2 separate regions of the Rattus norvegicus genome follow, and region 1 is linked to region 2. The links are chromatin contacts, called in public Hi-C maps. All regions are on one chromosome and are shown on one strand. Each heading gives the region's core, a stretch centred on a gene start, on an enhancer-like site or on the middle of the called end of the contact. The rest is flanking DNA. Distances are from core to core; before and after follow the strand shown.

Evidence for each region. Hi-C and Micro-C count contacts between places; a contact is called where the count stands out from the background.
Region 1: a Hi-C map of Schwann cells shows a contact between it and region 2, with 2.2 times the contacts expected there. The contact joins two enhancer-like sites. A contact is called at or near these places in 6 of 12 Hi-C or Micro-C datasets (Schwann cells, frontal cortex, kidney and 3 more).

Annotation. Positions count from the first base shown.
Region 1 is chr15:38,902,160-38,907,538 of GRCr8, forward strand. All of the region lies in intron 3 of LOC120097002 (a long non-coding RNA gene), which reads left to right. Among named protein-coding and RNA genes, the nearest start is that of Spata13, 50 kb to the right of the region's middle. Within about 2 kb of position 1,407, at least 38 of the 93 cell types and tissues checked have an H3K27ac peak or open chromatin away from gene starts, as enhancers often do. A contact at or near this core is called in Schwann cells, where this site is marked.
Region 2 is chr15:38,844,602-38,850,157 of GRCr8, forward strand. The region is part of intron 3 of LOC120097002 (a long non-coding RNA gene); the gene reads left to right. Among named protein-coding and RNA genes, the nearest start is that of Spata13, 110 kb to the right of the region's middle. Within about 2 kb of position 3,235, at least 2 of the 93 cell types and tissues checked have an H3K27ac peak or open chromatin away from gene starts, as enhancers often do. A contact at or near this core is called in Schwann cells, where this site is marked.

The DNA of each region.
Region 1 (5,379 bases), core at 157-2,656, 56 kb after region 2:
ACTCAAAGAGGCTGTGGCAGCATGACAGGCCCCAGGCAGACACAGTCCCAGCACCGAGTGGGCTGCTAAATGGACATGAGCTCCCATCTCTAACCAAGAAGCCATCTCTGACAAACACGGGCAAAGGAAAAACTTAACTCCTTCAATGGAGTCTGACTGGGTGTATAAACTACAGTGAAGGGTGGGCCTCATGCCCAGCAGTGGATGGCCAACACAGAATAACTCAATGGCATCTTCATCTCGTAATGCTTTGTTTTGGCATATTTATTATGGTTTCCAAGTTTGTGTGTTTTATGGGTTTTGCTCTCTGTCTGTCTGTCTCTCTCTGTCTCTCTCTGTCTCTCTGTCTCTCTGTCTCTCTGTCTCTCTCTCTCTCTCTCTCTGTGCTTTACTTATGTTTTTTTTAAATTCTGGTTTGTTTGTTTTTGTTTGCCTGTTGTTTTCTAAAGAGAGAAAGTTTGGAGTCAAATGCATAAGAAGGAGGGTCTGGGAGAGCGGGAGGGAAGGGTAACTATGACCAGAGTATATTGTGTGAATTTTTTTTTATTTTAAAAAGTCTGACTAAAGTGTGTGTGTGTGTGTGTGTGTGTGTGTGTGTGTGTGTGTGTGTGTGTGTGTGTGTGTGTAATTAAAAAGAAGAACCACAGCTCTGTTCTCAAAGGGAATGAGATGGTGTCGTCTAGTATGGCCTGGGAACACAGGTTTGGGTTACTCCAAAAGTTCTATGTTCCAACGTGATAACTATTGCATGCCAGTTTTTACAGTTATAGAACAAAGAACATCATAAATCAAGACACTTTTTCAAATACATTGGTGGAAACATCAGGTTGGTGAGCGTGCTGTCTAGTTTTCTGCCAAGTTGACACAAACTAGAGCCCTCTGGAGAGAGGGACCTTCAACAGAGGACCTGGCTCTGTAGGACTTGCCTGGAGGCAACCCTGTGGCCATTGTCTTGGTGAATGATTGAGGTAGGATTGCTCAGCTCACGTGGATGGTGCCTATCTCAGGCAGGTGTTTCTCAATGGTGTAAGAAACCAAACTGAGCGGGAAGTAGGAAGTAAGCCATGAGCCTACTCCACGGCCTGTTTCAGTCTCTGCCTCCCGCTTGCTCTCTGACGAACTATAACGAACTATAAGCTGTAAGAGAAAATACCCACCACCAGCAGCAGCAGCCAAGCCCCGCAAATGTAGCCCTTGTCTTTCGTTTCTCGTATGTTAAAACCAAGTCTGCAGCAGACTTGTCCCTGTATGTGAAATTGTACTCAGTTGCATCATCAAAGGAGTCATGGCCGCTTCTCGGCTCTGCTCTTCCTCTCAAGTGGGCCCAGGGATTGCACTGTGGACACTAAGCTTCTTAGTTTAGCAGCAGGTCAGCAGGAGCCACACTGGAACAACTCTCACATTGTGTTCCGGCTCTGAGTTCCAACAATCCGGCGATTGTTTCCCATGTGGAACCTCCTGGAGCTAGGGCCACGAGAGTTGACTCGCAGACCGGGGAAAATCTAACAACAAGTAAGTTCAAGGTGAGGACCATGTCCCCTCCATGGGGACTCTGCAGTGCAGTTCTAAAAACAGAACCACTAAAAAAAAAAAACGGGATAATAGCTGTCTTGTAGAGAAAGAGACAAGAAAAGAAAAACTCTTCATTTCTACATTTGCTGGAGATACCAGATAAAGCAGAGCCACAGCCCTGGACAAGCCTGGGTTCATACATTCAAAGACTACATGTCACTGAGGCTGTGACTCCTGCAAACACTGGCAGGCTTATGAATCTACTTCCTGTCTGAAAACTGTATTCCTGGGAACCTTCGATTAAGTCCAACATGAAGGGGTGATAAGAACAGAAAAAAGAAAAGGAAAGAACTTTCTTCTTGCCAGAGTCATGGAGGAATAAATGGGGCTTTTTATAACTCTATCAGGGAAGGGAAATCCTAGAAATTAAAATAGATGTGTTAAAGGGGGTAGGGGGACAACTCAAGGTAACTACAGAACAGCTAGGTGTTGGCACTCACCAGGAGCACTGTGGACAGTCCGTGGGGTACCCAGAGAAAGAGACCTGGATGATCAAAATCTCTACCATGTAGTCCTAAGAAACAGCAGCAGCAGCAGCAGCAGCAGCAGCAGCAGCAGCAGCAGCAGCAGCAGCAACAGGTTATCAAGTAATCAATAAAATATAAAATAATTCGAAGTCCTAGGAAAAAATGCAACCAGACACATTAGCTCTTTGTTTAAATAAAATGGTTTTTTTCCTTGCAGAGAGTAGTAGGTACAAATTTCTGAGTTTACATCAGGATGTTCCCTTTGCTGCACTTGGGTCACTCTCCCAATATTCATGTATTTAAATTCTTATTCTGTAAGTCCTGGTGTAACAAAACACCACAGACTGAGTGACATTTCTTCTTCACAGTTTTGGTGTTGTGCCTAAACGTCCAATATCGAGACCCTACCAGGTCTGGTGCCTGAAGAGTGCCAGGATCTGCTTTCAACTCTCAAGTGCTGAAAAGCTCTTGATCCACCCTGAGGGCTCTGCCCTGACATCTTAAGGCCCCGCCCCTCTGAATCCCGGCAGAGGTGGTTAAGTCTCGGATTTGGGAATTTAACCACCACAGTTCTGAACGACCTGTTGCCCGAGAGCTTCTCGTTTACAGTGTGGATGTGGTCTGTTAATAGTTCAGAATAAAGCCCTGGCTGAGCATTCTGGGAGCATCTAGTCTAAGGTTGTTTCCCTCGAATTCTTCCCGGAGTGCCCTCTGCACCTGCGGGTGGGAGGTGCTAAAGGGTGCGGACTCCCGACTGGCTCCTTCGGTTCTCTTCAGGAGAGCCCACTAAATTGCTGTTTTACACACAGTGAGCCTGGGGGGGGGGGGGGAAACTCAGGCTTTAGCTCACCACACAGTGAGGCTAGGGGAGACTCAGGCTGCAGCTCACCAGGTAGTCCTCAGTTTATATCATATCAGCTCTCTGCCTTCTTCTCACCCTTAACTTTATAGACCCCGAACACAGAGCTTCCAAGAGGTTTTGCTCAAAAACATGTTTCTCATATTCTCCTCAGCGCTCTTTGTGGATATTCTGGATGGTAACACTCCACCGTGTTCTAAGCCGGTTGAGGGGAGGAGCCCTAAGGTACTTTTTTACTCTGTCTTGAAGGAAGTTTTTAAATCTACCACTCACTTGCTTCTCTAGGCCACCGAGGCCTGATTTCTTTTGCTGCTACTGTTACCAAGTTAGAGTCTTAGAAGGGAGGGGAAACACTGGTAGCGACCGACCGCAGTGGAGGCAGAAGTGACTGGGATTTTGTCTTCCTCCTCTACTTCCGTGTCCTGACTCAGCAAAATCGAACTATTCGGAATTCCTTAAAACCGCCTTTTAAAAGTAGCCACAGGATGTATTTTAAAGCACCACCCCCCTCCCCCATAGGTTTTGAAGTTTTACCCCTTATTCTTCTCCAAATATGGCAGCGTTCTCACCTCTGTGTGGACAGTAGTCCACATATACAGAAATCCCCATTTCTGTTGAGCTCGCTGATACACTTAACTCTCAGTAATAAATACGCAGTGGAATCTCAGTATAACCCACAAGCCTCTCAGCCCTTTGCCTAACATTCCCAGCAGTGAAATGCTCAGCCCGGTTTTTATTTTCTGTGATACATAAAAACATACAAAATATTGCACATGCTGCTAGGGTATCATAGAGTGTGCACCCGGTCAGATCCAAATGAACTGGACGTTGTTAAGGTTTTTTAGCACACATTGTTGATGGCCTTGTAGAGAGTTTATACTCCTATTCAGGTCTAGGATTGATTTTTCTTCCAACCCCAGATGTTGTGCTTTTAAACTTGCAAGTCTGACAGGGAACATGCCATCTTGTTTCAACTTTAGGCTGCGTTTCGTGTCAGCTATGAGAGCCCTGCTGGTATTGTGAGTGGGCAGGTCTGGGTGCACCTCGGGGCACTTCCTTTACCTTTGCTGGCTCCAGGTAGAGAAAAGGAGTTGTGAAACCAAAGCCTGAAGAATGGGTGCAGCCTGGGCTCCCACACAGCCTGGCTCACCCAGACCTTTCACTCCAGAAGGGAAGGCAGTGGAGGAGCATGGCTTGCAGGTAAATGAGTGTTGTTATGTATTCATCAAAAAGTTATGGAATGTCAGCGTGCGAAAGACCTTATGCCGGATCACGGGAACACTGAAATATAAGACACGTGCCCCTGTTGCAGGATGTTTGCAAGGTACTTGGAAAAGAACAACAGCAATAGAGAAATGAGTTTATTATCCTAAAGGAAATCACCTACAGGAAGGGAGAGCTTCTGCTCAGGGAGCAACCTTGGGTAAAGAAGCGATCACTGTTTGGGCTGATTCTTGCTTAGGACTGTTGTGATGTTTGCTGGAGTGTGGTGTTTGTGGACTGCTGGAGCAGTTGGTGGCACTGTTTGGAGAGGTATGGGAGGTGCAGCCTTGCTGGAAGAAATATGTCACTGGGGGCTGGCCCTGTTGGTTATAACCTTGTCTGGTTGGCTCTCTCTGCTGTCTGTATATGGATGGAAATATGACTTCTCAGCTCCCTGCTCCTGCTCTTGCTACCCTGTCTTGCTGCCTTCGTGACTCTTATCCCCCTGGAACCATAATCAGAACAAAGCTTTTCTTCTGCAGTTGCTTTTCACACCACAACGAACAGTGACCGTGTTAGTTATTGGTATATGTTTGCTTTGTCTGAATGTGACATATCATTCCCTTTATTAATAAAAAGGGAATAGGGAAAATGTTTCTAATTCTAACAAAATAAACTATAATGTTTTCCACCCGGTTTTTATGGTTTAATCTTAACTCAGACACTGCTTTCCAGCATAGGTCTTGCTTACTGAATCCATCTTCCTGTGGAGACGTTTATTGCTTCTGCATTGTCTTAAGCAACTGTATTTACTGCCTCCCCCTTTACTTTCTTCCCTGGCTCTATCTTTGTCCTCCCTCCCTGGCCATGGCAGCTGTATGAAATGCATTTTTGGAGTCATTTGCTAGCATCTGATTTGAGGTGCTTTTTCTCCCTGTTTATCATCCAAACGGACTCAGAGATTCCTAGTTTACATGTATTCTTGTATTCAAGTTAGACTAAGTCTGTATAATCTGGTGAGGCTCCGTCTCAGTCTTTCCACCCTCTAGACAGTTTGAATTGTAGATTCTCCTTGATTCGTGTCCTGATAAGCCATCTTCAGGTGTCTTTGAGCTCAAAGCCTGCCAACTATCAGCTCAGCAACACAGAGATCTGTAACCACTGAACGAGAAAGATCAAACCGAGTCCTGGCCACAGACAGGGGTGCAAATTCAAACCAGAGTGCAGTTTACTACCGAAGCACACAGCTTTGCCCTATCACAGACAAGCAACTGTGAA
Region 2 (5,556 bases), core at 1,985-4,484:
GGAGAAACCGATCCTGCTACCCAGAAGCCGGGTGTAAACCCAGCTGTGTTCTAAGGCCCAGTGAGATTTGGAAAGGCAGATAACCTTGTGGGCCTGTGGCCTCTGGAAGACAGGCACAGATGCTGCCATCTGGCCCAGTGAAAGAAGACACAAAGACATCCAAGCACCCACTGTGTAAAGTTCCCTCCCTGTGAGGAGGAAGTGCCTGGAGGAACTCCGACCAGGGCTCTCCACTGTGGATGCAGATTACACCAAGTGAGAGAATGGAGCCTCTGGGCTTTGAACTTTAAACCCCACAGTAGTTTATATACCGTTTCTCTCTGAGTTTGGGTGATCCTTTGTTACAATTCCTGTCCTGGTAACTTTTAATTTTTAATTCGGCACAACCTAGAGTCACCTGGGAAGGAAGGAACCTAGTTGAGGAGCTGACCAGATCAGACTGGCCAGTAGACACGTCTGTAAGAGACTGTGTTGATTCATGATTAGCATGGAGGGCCCAGCCTGCTGTGTGCTGCACTGCACCTAGGCAGGCAGTCCAGGGTGTATAAGCAAGCTGGCTGAGAGTAAGCTAGTGAACAGTGCTGTTGTGGTTCCGCTTTAGTTCCTCCTTGAGCCCCTGCCCTGGCCTCCCTCAGGGACAGACCTGCAAGTGTAAACTAAATAAAGCCTGTCCTCTCCAAGTTCTTTTGGTCAGTGTTTTATCATACGGGAGGAGAGCACCCAAGAGCAACTCCTTTTACGGAACTTTCCCCCTATTTTTGAGGTTAAGCTACAGCTGGCCAATCGGACGCAACTTTTCAGAAGAGAATGCAGTATAAACGAAGGTACTGCAGTGTGGTCCACCAGGAAGCCTTGAGACAGTGCTGTGCGATGGTGGCTGGGTCCTGGAGAATCACGGGAAGCCACTGTGGACAGAAGCAAAGATATAGAAAGGTGTCCTGCCCTCGGCCTGTGCCTTGTTTAAAGGAGCAGCGGAGCGGGGTTAGAATGGCTGAAGTCTGTCCACTTAGCTTGATTCAAGCCCAAACCATACCACAAAGTTCCTCAAGCCACGCTCCAGGTTCTGCAAAGGTTGTTTATTGGAATGAAAGCAGCACGCTCCCTTTTTACACTCGCCCGGCAAATCAAGATTACATGTGTTACTACTATTGGTTGTTTAAATAGGATTTTTTAACTGAACTTTGGGGATAGTCTTTCCTCTTCCTCTTACCCCCTCTCCCCTCTCCCCCTCCCTCTCCCCCTCCCCCTTCCCCTCCCCCTGGAGCTCCCCCTTCTCTCTCTCTCTCTCTCTCTCTCTCTCTCTCACACACACACACACACACACAGACACACATACACACTCACACACATAAGTGCACACTTAAGTGTGTGGCTATGGTTGTGTGGCTGGGTGTTACCTTGGTTGACTAACGTAGCATCTGGAACATACTATGTCTACATCTGAGGCCAATGCCTCAGCTTCAGAATCTCACATGCAAATGCCCTGGTATCAAAAGTGTCCTATAAAGCTAAGCCAACAAATCGGTGACAGCTTCATCAGATAAAGTTGTTGGAGATGCTGACTGTGATGGTTTGTATATGCTTGGCCCAGGGAGTGGCACTATTTAGGAGGTGTGGCCTTGTTGGAGTGGGTGTGGCCTTGTTGGGGTGGGTGTGGCCTTGTTGGAGGAGGTGTGTCACTGTGGGCACAGGCTTTAAGACCCTCATCCTAGACGCCTGGAAGTCAGTAGTCTCATAGCAGCCTTCAGATGAAGATGTAGACCTCTCAGCTCCTCCTGTACCAGGTCTGCCTGGATGCTGCCATGCTCCCACCTTCACGATACTGGACTGAACCTCCGAACCTGTAAGCCAGCCCCAATTAAATGTTGTCCTTATAAGAATTGCCTTGGTCATGGTGTTGCTCACAGCAGTAAAGCCCTAACTAAGACACTGACAAACTGACTTAGATCAAGAATCATGGTGGTGATAAGAAATACTCTGTTCTATTACTCCAATTTTCTTGCCTCCAATTTGAGTAGAAAAGTATGCATTGGGGCGTAGAGGAGAAAGGGGTAAGGGAAGGGCACATGGCAGGTTAAGGTGTGGCCTTCATTCCCGGCCATCAAATAAAAACGTCACATCACACTGTGCCTCAAAAGGAGAAGTCCCTGGGCTCTTTTGGGCCGAGGATGGAGAGAATCTGTGACCAGGGGCTGCTTCATAAGACCATTAGTATTAGGATCTAAAGACCAGGCTTGCGGTCCTCCACCCACAGCCAGAGCCTTTCACTGTCCTGTCAAGAAGAGCTGCTTTACAAAGCCTTTTCTGAGAATACAGTAGCGACCCCTTGCTCCTGGGTCCCACCTGGAACACGGAGACCGACTCTGTCCTATAGCAGGCAGGTTGACTGTCTCTAGGAACAGAGGCACAGGTGCTGACAGTTCACAGCACGCCTGTGTACACAAGGGGGAGTGTCAGGTAGAGCATGGGTGTGGATCACAAGACAACGCAGCTTTCAGGAGGTACCAGACACGTGACTCCTGCTGTTACTCCCACATCTTGGGGATGTTGTATTTGTCCCAAAGGTTTATGGGTAAGCGCCGTTGGTTTAGGTGAAATTTCAAGCTCTAACAGTGAGAAATGAAGGAAAAGTAATTTAAACTGTGGGAAGGGCTGCGGTGGAGAGGGAGGACCCTCCAGATGCTTTCTAGGTGCATGCGGACACTTCCCATTCTCACAGCAATGCAGCTTGCTGGATGAAGCAAGCAGGCCCATAGACCACTTTGGTCAGAGACACGTGTGGTTCTACACACGCCCCTAACTCACCATCTTTCTGAGTTAACTGCAGGGACAGAAATTCATTAAATGCACCATGCATGTAATTACATATAATATAATTTGAGGAGCTTGATCAAAATGAACATCCCTGGAGAGCCTGTCCCCAGCTAGCCAGCAGGGTGGCTGAGAGGTTCAGGCTTACAAAGTTTGAGAACAGGCATACAGAAACACAACTTTAATCTCTCTCTCTCTCTCTCTCTCTCTCTCTCTCTCTCACACACACACACACACACACACACACACACACACACACACCATCTCCACAGCCCTAAGAGAACGAATATTTGAAAAATAGGGTCCTCCTTGAATTCGTCCCCGAGTTTTGTGCCTCATAACTTTAATGGGTAAGTGAGTGTCCCTTCAAAACAGAGAAAGGACAAAGTGCTGTGTGACCGCAGCTCACAGTGAAAGGTCACATTCTTTGCAATCCAGTTTCGTAATTCTCTTCTAACTCAGATCTTCCAAGAAATAGCCTTCCTCACAGACTTGAGGACCACACGCAGAAAAGTGAGATACCCCTCCAGACCAGGGCAGCAGGGAAGACAGTGGGGACGTTTAAACCTCACCTCTGCTGTAGGGACACAGAAGCGTGGACATTTCATCTTCGCTGTTTGGGTGGCAGTGTAGGTAGAAGTTGGTAGATTGTCGTTGTGCATTTTGCTTTACGGGAAGGAAGCTGGAGAGCCCAGGCCTGTCCACCCCCTCTCATGGTAGGAGACCTGACAGAGAGAACGGTTTGCCTGTGCCTGTGACTCCAGGCACCTTGCAGGGCAGGTTTGGGGGCTGATCTGCCCCCTGCCCGCATTGCCTGGGCCTCTCTTGTAACCCCAGATTCCTCCTTTCTCCATTATTCCTTTGAATCTTTTTCCTCTTTGAACATATCTTCTAAAAATAAAACTCAAGGCTGTTGAGTTTGTGAGCTTCTCCTGTCAGTGGGATTTCCAGTTTCATTGCACCTACACGGTGCCCTCCCTGCGGGACCTGCAGAGGGCTTTCTTGGCATATTTTCTGGGAATCTGCAACTGAAAAATTGTCTTTTAATAACTGACCGATTTCCTGTTATCAAAGGAGATTTATAACCCTCTTCCAGAAAACCCAGAGCTGAATATAACATTCAGCCATGGCCTCTGGACCACCCTAAAGATGTTTTCCCCTCCCATGATGAAGTTCTAAAGTGTGCACTTCAGCTCCATTCGATTTTGAGCCAAAGCTCCTTAGAAACATGGTCCTTTGAAGAAGTGTTCTATTCATTAATTTTTAAAGCATACAAAGTTCTAGGTTTTGTTAGAGCATTTTATGCATACACAACATTGTCCTGTGCTCATCTAACACCCCCAACTCTCTCTGTTATTCCTCCTCTCCCTTTCCCAGGCCGTCATGTCCCCAAACAAAACCATAAGATTGCTAAGTTGAAAGCCAAGTATGGTGGTACACACCTATAATCCTAGCATCCAGAAGGCTGAGGCAAGAAAATTGTCCTGAGTTCAAGGTCGGTCTGGGCCACAGAATGAAACCTTGTCTCAAATAAACAAAAATACACCCACATGTGCATGTGCACACACACACACAAGCACACACACAAGCATGCACACACATGCATGCACACACAGGCACACACATACAATTGAACTGGGTAGACCACACAATACAAGTCATTGTTGTCGTAAGCCCTGAGAGTGCTTCAGAGTGAGTGTTCTTATAGAAGAAACGTGGCCGTGAGATGACACGGTGGCAGTACCAGGCTTATGACACAGAGCAGAGACACTAAACCAAGGAACAAGGAACGCTCACGGTTGGATGGAGGAACATTGAGGCTTAATGTGAGTTTCTCTTAGCAATTAATGTAAAACGTCACGGGATAAAATCATCTTTGTACTTCACAGAGAAAAAAATGAAAAGCAGAGCCACAGGGTCCCTGTGACTTGGGACACCAGCAGGAAACCATGGGCCCTGGTCCTTAGACAACCCACTGTTATGGTGCTGAGGGCTGCTGCCTTTAGTCAGAGGGATCGGAACCAGGAACTGCACGGGCAGAAGGATTCCAGGCTGGGCTCACTTTCATTTGTTTTTGTTTGTTTGTTTGTTTGTTTGTTTGTTTTGGTCTTTTTAAAAAGTATTTCTTGATTGAGTGTATGTGTGTGTGTATGGATGTTTGGTCTGCCTGTATGTCCTGCAGCACATGCATGCCTGGTACCCAGAGGCCAGAAGAGCCTGTCAGGTCTCTGACACTGGAGTTACAGATGGTTGTGAGCCACCATGTGGATACCGGGACTCAAAGCCTGGTCCTCTGGGAGAGCTTTGAACCCCTGAACCATCTCTAGCCCTTGAGTTTCATTTTCTTACTCTATCAAATGGGGTCACAGTCCTCACGCCCACTGAGCAGCCCAGAAAAGGAAACCGTATGGCTTATCAGAGGAACGAGTGCAGTGTCTGAAGTTTCCTCTGAGATTTGAATGTACCTTGTCAGAAGATGAACCGTGGCAGTTTCTGTCTCATAGAGAATCCTGTGCACAGCTTTACATTAGATTTTAAACGATGATTAAAAACAAAATCAAAAGACAAGCCGTCAGTTATTACGTATGCAGAGACATTCATATCTCGCTAGTGTTCTGTTCCCTTGATTTCTCCAGCCTGCAAACTCATGTAAGATTCCAAACTCACAGATTCCAGGAGCTCGCCTTCTGTCCCCCTTGCTCACAACTGACCACTAGAGGGCACCCGCTATCCTGTATCCACTAC